2 separate regions of the Mus musculus genome follow, and region 1 is linked to region 2. Evidence: chromatin contacts called from public Hi-C data. All regions are on one chromosome and are shown on one strand. The core of a region is the stretch at or near the end of the contact, and the rest is flanking DNA. Distances in the headings are between cores, read along the strand shown. Region 1 holds the start of St8sia4 (ST8 alpha-N-acetyl-neuraminide alpha-2,8-sialyltransferase 4). Region 2 holds the start of Lrrfip1 (leucine rich repeat (in FLII) interacting protein 1).

Evidence for each region. Hi-C and Micro-C count contacts between places; a contact is called where the count stands out from the background.
Region 1: a Hi-C map of CD4 T cells shows a contact between it and region 2, with 9 times the contacts expected there. The contact joins the promoter of St8sia4 here to the promoter of Lrrfip1 in region 2. A contact is called at or near these places in 2 of 484 Hi-C or Micro-C datasets (CD4 T cells and CD8 T cells).

Annotation. Positions count from the first base shown.
Region 1 is chr1:95,665,049-95,670,255 of GRCm38.p6, forward strand. St8sia4 (ST8 alpha-N-acetyl-neuraminide alpha-2,8-sialyltransferase 4) reads right to left here and starts at 2,546. Exons shown (of 5, transcript NM_009183.2): 1 at 2,101-2,546. The coding sequence starts at 2,213. It overlaps Gm30431 (predicted gene, 30431), which reads left to right and starts at 2,653. Exons shown (of 4, transcript NR_166710.1): 1 at 2,653-3,108.
Region 2 is chr1:91,051,087-91,056,578 of GRCm38.p6, forward strand. It overlaps Lrrfip1 (leucine rich repeat (in FLII) interacting protein 1), which reads left to right and starts at 2,358. Exons shown (of 25, transcript NM_001310732.1): 1 at 2,358-2,637. The coding sequence starts at 2,572.

The sequences.
Region 1 (5,207 bases), core at 1,296-3,795, 4.6 Mb after region 2:
ACACACACACACACACACACCAGTCTTCTCATTATCCTGCTCTGACTACTAGTTCTTGTAGAAGAAAGGGTAGACACCAGCACGGCACCCGGTACACCTCTCTTCCTGTTTTGATAACTCAAGCGCTGGCCTCAAGCCTTCTCATAGGAACTGGGAAGAAAGAACTGGCAGCTCAGCTTGCAAAGGGTGCGGAGGCACAGCTCAGTAGAGCTAACCCAGTCGCTGTGTGACTGTGGGGCTGCAGCTCCTCTGATGCCAGGGCTGTGCAGACCCTCCCTTGATTTCCAAAAAGGCCAGAGAATAAATGTCACTGTGAAACGTGGAGTGTCCTGGATCTGATATTTTCCTTTGGGGCACCCGGGATACAGGCCTCCTTCCTGGAGGCAATTTATCCGAGCAAGGGAATGACTCCTTTGCAGGGTTTGGACATAGTGTTCATCACCACGCCCACTCCTGCTCGCTAGGGTCCCAAACCACTGGAGTCCTGTAGAAGCTTGGCCGCTTTGTCTAAGCGCCGGCTCCTTGGAACCCAATCAGTTCTGAAGGGAACAAAGAGCCTCGATTCGCAAGCCCCAGCCTCCGCCTCTCCCAGGAGTTCCCACGCGCGGGTTCACCACCTTCAAGACCCCTTTGTCTGCCTGGCAAAAACAGGTCTGCTGGGTTTATTCACACCCCTCCCAATTTTTCTTTTCCACCATTGACATGGATTTTCCAACCATCCACTTCTAGGTAAACGACTTCACCTAATTCTTTTTATTTATGTATGTATGTATTTATTTTTCCTCTCATACAAACCTTGAATAGGTTTGTTGAAGCATAAGGACCATTCGGCCCACTCCTTATTAGTGTTCCTTTCTCCTAGAGTCCCCTTTGAGCCTAGTACTATTAGCTTTATGCAGAATAGCAAGTCCTTCCGGGAGGATACACCTGCGTCTTACTCACTTCATTGTGACTGATTACTCAGAGAGGAGCGGGGATATTAAGAAAAGAGCTGCGTAAAGTTTCCTAGTGTGTGTTTGAGAAGCTCTCTGCCCCGCCCCCCACACAAAACCGCGCACACACAAAAATGCCAAAGCATCCTTCTTCGTTTCAAAGATGCCAGAGACAATGTAAAAACAGAAGGAAATCTCAGCCAGTGCAGTTTCCGACTGTGGAAAGCTCCGGACTTGGGAGGATTTCCGAAACAGGACTTTTAACAGAGTTGACAACAGGGCCATATCCTCAGATGTGCGCTTCCAAGCCTTGTCAGAGACAAGAAGTTACAAATCGCTCGCTCTGCTCCCGGATAGACTTCAAAGGCAGAGAAGCCAGGGGAGAGAGGAAGGAAGTGAGATATTTACAGAACTTAATGGGGCGGAGATTTTGATCACATCTTGACAAACTCAAAAAAAAAGAGCAGATATGGTCTGTAAAGGCGCAGTTCCCAGTTCCCTTCTAAAACTGTAACCATGAAACCCGGGAGTTTTATACGTAGAGGAGTGAATAAGGAATTTTCCTTATTGATACTGAAATGTCTAACTTAAAGAAAGAAAGAAAGAAAGAAAGAAAGAAAGAAAGAAAGAAAGAAAATAGATCTTACAGGCGTCCCCTCCCCCAACAAAAACAAACAAAAAAGAGTAAAGACCCACTTCACTTCTGTGACCATAAACTTTGGAGAACGCCGCTTTTTATGGTGTCCTCATAGACTGGCGGGACACAGAAGGAAAGAAAGAAAGAGAAGGCTTGAGGAGTAAAGACATCTCTGAATTCTGCTCAAGCGTTAAACTGACAAGGGCACTCGTTCTTTGTTGACACTTCTGCAGTGACTTCTTTGGTGAGCTGCACCCTGTGCCAATACATCTTTCACCACCACCACCACCACCACCACCACCACCACCACCACCACCACCACCATTGCACAGGGCAAGTTAAACTCATCCTAGAACCAGCATGGGAAACATGCACACACACCTCCAAAGAGCCTTTGTTATTTAATTCATGACACTCTGCACAAGCACGCCCAAACCAATACACACAGCACTCCAAAAACGTCACTCTCCCGGCTCTAAGCACACTTCACTATGGCTTGATTTGGTGTCATATCCTTGAACATGCATTTACCCGATGAGTTGCGTCTCTTGGTGCTCCTCAGTTCTGGCTATTTCTTTTGTCTTATAAAAGATCAGGAGTAGACTTATAGTGCAGATGGTCCACCGTTTTCTAATTGAGCGCATCTTGGGTGCCCGGGAAAGTCCTGGTTGTCCCAGCTCAGGCACCTTCTCCTGGTATAAAGGCTCCGTTTTGGGATGATAATCAAGGGGGAGAAATCTGAAAATTGCGAAGGGAGCGTGGAGCCGAGATCCCAGAATCAGGTCGCTAGGATGTTCAGCGGTGGAGCTCTCCCGGTTCTCCAGCGCTGCCCAGCTCCCTGCCGCGCAGTTAGCGCTTACCGGGCCCGGGTCGCTCTGCGCCGCCTCCCTGGGGCTCAGGTTTCTTTTCAAATGTGACACCTTGTGCATTGGAGGTGGCGGTTTCTTCTGCAGCTGGGCTCGGGGGCGTCACTGGCCCTTTCCTCGCCGTAGCAGGGAAACGATAAGCAAGGCCAGCCAATCACCGTGCTGAGGGGGCGGAGGCTGCTGTTGCCTTGCGTTACTGGCGGCTGCTCGGAGAGTCGTTGTGAGCTCGGTCTGCACTATGCCGGGTGGAGGAAGCTCACAGTCGCACGCGGACGCGTTCTTGCGCACATGCCCCCAAACCACAGACACACACAGAACCACACTATCTCCTAGGACGCCCAAACGTCAAGGCTCCAGATCCGCCAGCTTCGACACCAGCATTCATCTCATCTGAGAAAGATGAGACTCATCCCACCAGAGGAACGCAATGGCTAGGGATAAGGATAGCTCGAGAAAGCAGCCTATCATTCAAAGCGTGTTTGCTAAACATACGTAAACGCACGGGCGAATAAACCCGACCGAAGCACAGTGAAATCCAACAGGGAAGTGGAAGGGGAACGTTCATTATTCAGTGCACAACTCTGTCTGGAAAATACGATTATTCACAGGAGCTGATGAGCTGATCTCGCCCGCAGAGTGGATGGGTAATGAGGATCCCAGCTTGAAGCTTGAGGTAAGCAAGTGAAGTCGGAGGCATCCTTACGAACATTATGGACACTTCTGTGACCCACGCGTTGTCGTTTGGAAACTCCTCACGAAGTGAAGGCAAATCCAATGCCATTTAAACTTCACTGCTGAGACCAGAATTCTGAGAAAAGGCAGCGTCCTCCGGCACACCCACCAACACATTCGTAATCCTAGGGAAGAAGAAAGGAAGGGTAAAAAGCAGGAAAGGCAGGCTCCTCTTGAAAATCCAACTGAAGTGTATTGGGCTCTGATTTTCACCCCTCTTCCCGCCTACCTTTTTTTTTTTTTTTTTTTTTTTTTTTTTTTTTTTTTTTTTACTTCTATTGTATTGTGCAGCTGGCGCGCTTTCTGAGTATTCTAGCTGAGCACCTCTCCATTCCTAGTTTCTGGCACATTCAAGAGAGCTGACTGCTCAGGCTTATCACACCTAACATCTACATGCTTCCTCAGCAGGAGACAGAGCCTGGAAACCAGACTCCTTCCTATCTGTGTGCCTTGGCCCCAGGATTCCAGAGGCTCTGAAGTCTGACTTCCTGCTCCTTCACTGAGCAGTACCTTTGCTAGTCCATTAGCCCATTAAGTTTGCACTTTCCACATCAGCAAATGAGAAGGCTCACCACCAGGATTTGGGTATCCTTGGACTTAGGAAGAATTCAGAGTGACTCAAGGAGCAGCATTAAGTAGAAAGACATGACCCTTGCTTAAAACCCGAGGTTCTAGAACCTTTGCCTAGCTGCTGAGGTCTTTAAAAGTAAACCAACAGAGCTTAGTATAAGACCCTGTTTATGTGTGTCAGTTTCTATTCAAGGTTTAGGAAGTTAAGTCTCCTAAGTTTTGAGAACCTAATCTCTGCAGGACAGGCAACCAAAGAGCCAAGTCTAAAATGCATCAAGGAGCAAGCAATTATGAGTCTTTATTGACATTACAAGTGGCCTGCTGGGAGCCTTTCCAGTGGATTGATGTCCACGCAAATCCTGCTTACCTTAATGCATTTTAGTTACACAGACTTCTCAAGTAGCAGCAGGGAGAAAAATAAAACAGTTTCTCATGGGTTAAAGGGAAGTGGTATTGGCTGGGGTGTATAAAAATGCTGTTTGTTGCAAGAAAAAATATCATGTTCACATGCAGAAAATATCATTTTCATTTTTTCCTCTATTAGTTCATTTTCTCTCAGGTAAATGCCCAACTTTAAAAACCTTTTGTTTTTATATATTGACCTTTGCTTATGTTTCCATACATAGAACCAAATATAATACATGTCTAATCACAAAAGACTTTGACTTTAGCTAGAATGCAGAGTCATAAATGAGTGAAATTTCTCCCAGATCAGGAAATCTATCATCATTATTCTCAATTCTTCAATATCGGCTGGCTTGGGTAATTGGCAATACTATTCTTTTGCATACAGTGTAATGGTTTGTAAGCAAGCATGAACCTTTTACAATTAACTACCACTTACAGACTATCAGTTAAATAATCTTCAATTTGTAAAACTCAACTTGAAGATTGTCTTGTGAGATATATCTTTTTCAATTGTGCTGTTCAGAAACACCTCCGTTTGTAAGAACCATTTTAATTTCTTAAGGCTCACATTTTAATTGTGTGTAGACTCTTGTCTCAGCCTAAGCGTTTTATTGTTCTATTACTATTTCTTATCACAGAGTCTTTTGAGATGTTAAAATTACACACACACACACACACACACACACACCACTGCATCCATGTAGCATGTTTTCTTCTCTCTCTCAAAATTATGCTATGGAATTCATAAACCAGGCTCAGGCCACTGAGACTTTGCTGGTAAATTTACTCACCATCAGTCCTAACAAAGGAGTTGAATCCTTAGGATTCACATGGTAGAAACATAGCATGGATGTCTGCAAGTGGTCCTCTGATCCACACAATAAAATACATGTACACACACACACACACACACACACACAAACACACACACACACATTCACACACAAACACACACACACACCAAAATCAAAACAAAAAACCACATAGGCCCTCCTATTCTTTGAGTGACAGTTCTATGGAGTCAATTAGCAGTTGTCTGGTCTCACTTTTTATAACTTTGTT
Region 2 (5,492 bases), core at 1,108-3,607:
TTTTGGAGACAGTGTTTCAGGTAGCCAAGGCTGGCTTCAAACTTGGTGTAAAAGCCAAGGTTGGCTTTCAATTCTCAATCCTCCTGCCTCCACCCTCCAAGTAGATTACATGCAAGTGTAACCAGGACATAGCATTTAGATTTAAATGGCACTGCCAAGGGTCGATAGGAAACATACGGATTTCCAGATTTCTGGAGCTGGGAACCGCCCACGTCTGTCACCAAACAGGACAGACTGGGTTCACCTGAGTCAAAATGTGGCACCTGAGAGAGCAGGCTGTTAGGGTGCTGGCTGCCATAACATGTTGCCATTCTGTGGAATCGCAAGTCTTTTATGTGTTTATCGCTATTCTATGGCTGGTGGTGTATCCCAACTCTTGAGGCTAGGAATCTCACTGTCCTGCTCCCTCCCACTGTCCGTCCCCCCCACCCCCAGGGAGACAGTGGGAGGAGTGAGGGGAGGAATTATCCTTTTCTCTGGCTCAGCCCAGTTCCAGTTCTCAGCCATTTCAGTTTTATGGCCCTGCTTCCTTCTTTCTGTGCGAGAGGAGGCAGCAATGAGTGGGCTGGAAGATTGGAAGGGCCGCTAGGCTAGGACGGTATAGGGTGATGTTCTTTCCTAGACACCAGGCAGAGACAGAGCCTTGTTGTTTATGAGCTTGCTAGAAGCCAACAGATTCCATGGTTCTGGGGATATGCTCTGCAAATTAATAACAAATCTCTTCAGACATTGTCTCCGGACATGCAGAGCAAAGCAAGCTGGCCCCTGGGCTGCTGTGGTGGGGAAGTCCCAGGGTTCCACATGGCCAGAGGCTTAGATTCTCCCTATCTAGGTGAGAATACAGTAACCCGACTCTCTCAGGCTGTGTTATTAACTGGATTCCACTCTCACCTGTAAAGTTAGTCCTAGTAAAACTACTTGGACCCCCATAGAAATTCCACAGCCCTTGCCGTTACGGTGTTATCCAAAACTATTCTCTCTGATTGATAGAGCTTTGTTTGTAAACTGTGATGCTGAAACCAACTGCTGGGAGCAGGTCTTCTCCTTCCCAGGAAGTTTTCCTCATCTGAAACACTTCACCAAAGCTTGGTACCCATTTTCTTTCGGCCTGCATAGTACTCCTCAAACTAGGTCCCCTTCATCCCTTTGGTCCAGGCCATCCTGCCCCCTAGAACTCGTCTTTCTGTGTCTACTCTCTGGTCTACCCAGTCCTTCGAAGCACTACCCAGAGACTTAGTACCAGAATGCTGCTGCCCCACATGTGCATAAGCCAGCGCACACTGGTTCCTTGTTACCAAAAAAGCGTGTCAGCCGGGCTCAGATGTGACTGGCTTCTCTAGATCTTTCTGGAGTCTCCAGTACAGAGAAACAAGGCAGGGGGCCCTCTGATTTTCCTTTTGAGCCCGAAGAAGGCTCTTCTAGGGTGGAGAAAACAGGTCACCCAGGCCATGTGCTCCTGTCCATAGCGCACAACACTGGAACCTTCTGGTTGCTTGCCCGCTTGGCTTTAAGTTTAAATCAGGGGTGCTCCTGCCCAGTGGACGTGGAAGGCGCGTGCTGCGAGTCGGGTCACTGTCCAGCGTGGATACTAGTTCCTCGACGCTCCCTATCGGATCGCGGCTGTCACCTCCGCTTGATTCTCGCTCCTGTCCAGCGTGGTCATGGGCGGTAGCTTTGTGGTCCCCAAAGCCGTGCCGGCTCGGAAGACAGTAGTGACGGGCGCAGCTGCGCTCTGGCAGAGGCTCATGCGGTGTGGTTCCAGCTAAAGCCACGCGTGTCCTAACCGAAGGCGCGCCTCCCTAGGCCTGGGCTGGTCTCCCGCGCTGACTCAGCTGGGGACGGCCAGGGCGTGGCCAAGGGTGGGGTCCCCAGGGTCTTTCCCTCAGTCTTTCCGGTGTCTGCCGCAGGGACTGGGTGGTGATTGATGGCACAGCAGCTTGCTGGCCAGGAGCGGTCTGGAGGGGAGGGAGGCGGTTCCGGAGGCTCTGAGGCGGTGCAAGAGGAGGAGCGTGGGTGGGGCTACGGAGGAGGAGCTGGGGTCCCGGGTAGGCGGGCCCGAGTGGACCTCATGGTAGGAGTGCTTTGGCTGAGAGTGCCATCGTGGGCGAAGCCGACGACTAAAGTGGCAGAATGTGGCTGCGAGGAAGGAAAGTTGGAAGCAGATGGACACAGGCTGGGTGGAACCATAGAGGAAGGGGTACAACCCCCTGGAAAGAGCGCGGGAAAGGGGCTGGGAAGGAAGGAGAGGCGGGCATAGGGTGGGTGGGGCGTGGGGAGAGGCTGGGCGGGGCTGGGGCGGAGTATGCCCCCGGCTCCTCTCTTGCCACCCCCGCCCCCGGCCGGGAGCCACCTGCGCCCCGCCCCGCCGGCCGCACCCCAGCTAGGGAACCTCGGAGTTGGGCGTCCGAGCGTGTGCGCCCAGGGGATCGTTGAAAGTTCTACTTCTGCCTGGACGGCTTTCCTGGATCCCAGAATGTGGCCTCACTGAGAACCCTCTGCCTGTGGACTAGGGAGCGGGTCTTCCGCGCGAACTCTTGGGTGGGAAGTTGGTCTGCACTTCACTTCGGCAACATGACCAGCCCAGAGGGCGCGCAAAACAAGGAAATCGACTGTCTGAGTCCAGAGGCGCAAAGACTGGTAAGAGGGAGACATGATTCAGACCTGTGCCTGCCAGCAACCGCCGCCTGGGTCCCTCAGTTGGTTCTAAGGTCAAGGACAGTGGCCCCTTCAGCTACCGTGGTGCTGCTGGAGTAGAGGCGAGTGGGCTTGGGCCACTCGAAAATCCTGATATAGGGCAGCTCCTGCCTACCATCAGGTGGTTGGCTGAGTGTAAGGTGTCCGTAGGCGGAGCTCTGAAAAGTACATTTTATGCTCCAATGTTCCTCTCAAGGACGAAAAGGAGAGTGGGCTCTCCCTCCACCCCTAGTGATGGTCTTTAGGCAGGCTTTGCCCAGCTGGCTGGCTCTGGCCAGGACCCAACCGAGGTCTGAGATCTGAGGGTGGTGTAGAGTTTCACAGGGAACTGCTGGTTTGGTGTTTTACCGAGTACAGCACCTGGGTCCTCATCCAGCCGCACCACCTTGCCATGAGTGGCTTGGAGGGTTTACAGGTTCTTGACCTCAGGAACACCTTCCTCTAGGATCCAGGGCCCCAGATCCACTTCGGCGGGTGCCAGAAGCCACTTGTGTCTGGGCAAGGTGCTTACGCATATTTTACTTCCCGAACTTACGTAGGGACAGTGGATGAGGACGACGGTGATTGAAAATTGGGCACCGGGGAGTTGGGGGATTTTTGGTTGTTACAGCCTGTGTAGTTTATAGTTTTGGGGTCTGGGAGTTCAGGCAGGATCCATAACCCAAACTAGCCTTGCTCTCAGGATTCTCATGTCTCAACCCTTCCACTATCGGGCTTACAAGCCTGCATCACCCACCCACCCCCCCCACCCCCGCGCGCCTTATCCATGGCTGTGGTTGCTTATTAGTGGGAATATTTCAAAGTAAATTGTACTCTGTGAAACCATGTATTTTATGGAGTTGATACCAGAGAGAGGGGGAGACCCAAGGTTCCCATTTTAGCAGGCTTTTGTGAGACCTTGATAAAAACTGAGCCTCAGCCACTCATTCTCCAGGTAGGAGTTAATCCTGTAGTTAGTTGGTCTTTAAGGAAGAGTAGTCGAGGCAAGGCTGCTCTGACTGGGGGAGCTTCCTCCAAGTGCTAGGAAGGCTAAGTAAACTTTTATTCCAATGACAGACTTGTAAAATGTCAGTTCCTTGCTGAGAATTGCTGGGCTTTTTTCCCCTGTCTGTTTTATAATGTTTATTCTATGTCCCTACTTAAACTTGGGCAGTCAAGGAGGCTTTTGGAGCTGTAACCTGTAGGCCTAGGGAGGGAACCTGCAGGGCCACTTTGGAGCCCTCTTAAGGGAGGCTCAGGGAGGAGAGAAAGCTTCTGAGACATGAGTGTTCAGAACAGAGGCCCAGGCAGACCATAGAAGGCAAGCAGGAGGAGGAAGTCAGCCCTGGGCTGGTTCTAGCGGACAGGAACCAAGTGCCTGCATCCTGGGCAAAGGAAGGAGAAACACCAAACCCCGAGAACAGGGATGTAAAGAAGTCGAGGAGGGGCCCAAGAGGTGGGAATCCACTTCCAACTCCAAGATACCAGCCACAGGTCCCCCTACTCAATTTGGAGCCTGCCTGGGATCCAGGCGGGATACTGTTGTAGCCCAGCAGTAAGAGGATGGAAGCAGTGGTCATTCAGCCTAGCACTCATTGGGCTAATCAGTCCATGTCCAGAATCCAGGAAGCACAGAGTGCTGGATAGTTTGTGAGTGTTTACATGTAAGGCTATGGCCGAATCCATCTAGCAATGAGCCCTGCCCTGCCCCAGATGAGGTTATTTTTAGTCTTTCCTTCTCTCTCTCTTAATGTAATATAACCTTCATACACTGCTCTGTAGCCCTCTCTGTGCATCTGATGGAGGCCCGATACCTAACAAAAAGATGGTCAAAAATCTAACAACGCTGGATTCTTGAACGCATTTAGTTCCAGAAGATTCTAGAAGGAAATTATGAATCTTTAAGAGGTTTACAAAACAGTAGCAAAAGTTTGTTAAAAGAACACAGAAAAAGAAACACAGTGTGGCCCCTGTTTATGAGGCTAATGGCCTGCTGGGCAGGAAGTGTCCAGGGCATGACAATGGCCGGTGTGTTAGAAGGGGGGCCACCCAGCTGCCGTGGACCCTGGGTTGAGCATGTTGCTGGAGGCCAGCAGAGATGGTTACAGAATAGCTTTTGTGTTCTGCAGTAAGTGTCCCTGGCTTGTAGGAGCAGGGGCGTCTCTAGTGGACGAGGGCCGGGTTGAATAGTTGTGAGAGGACCACGTGGGTAAGAGGAAACAGACAGACAGCGTGATCTCCTCAGTCTAAGACAATGGGCAAGACTGGAGCAGAGTGAGATGGTGCAGGGCTGGACACCTGCAACCCTGGCCCTCAGAGGCCGCTCCGAAGGAACTCCAGTTCTAGGCTAGCCTGGACTATCTAGCAAGAGCCTGCTTCAAAACAAACATACAGGGGTTGAGAATATAATTCAGAGCTGGAGTGCTTACCTAACACTGTGTTCAAGGCCTCAGCATCACAAAGGAAAAAGGAGGGGAGAGAGCAGAGTTGAGGGGATGCTAAGCAGGTGAGAAGTCTCAGAGGCTCTGCATCCACAGAGGAAACTGGCGTTCAGTTTGTTTGTGTTTGTTTAATCTTACATGTATGGGTGTTACGGCTGCATGGTTGTCTGTGCCTGACTTGCCTTCCTGATCCAAGTGAAGACCAGAAGAGGGCTTCAGATCCCTTGACGTTATACACTGCACGCTGTGTAGATGCTGGGAATTGAATCCCTGTCCTTGAGAAAGGCGGCCAGTGGTAACTAAGCCATGTCTCCAGCCCCAAAGTGGCATTTCTTCAACTTCCGGAACTTCTCTGAGTCACTCGGGTTGTGTCACCTC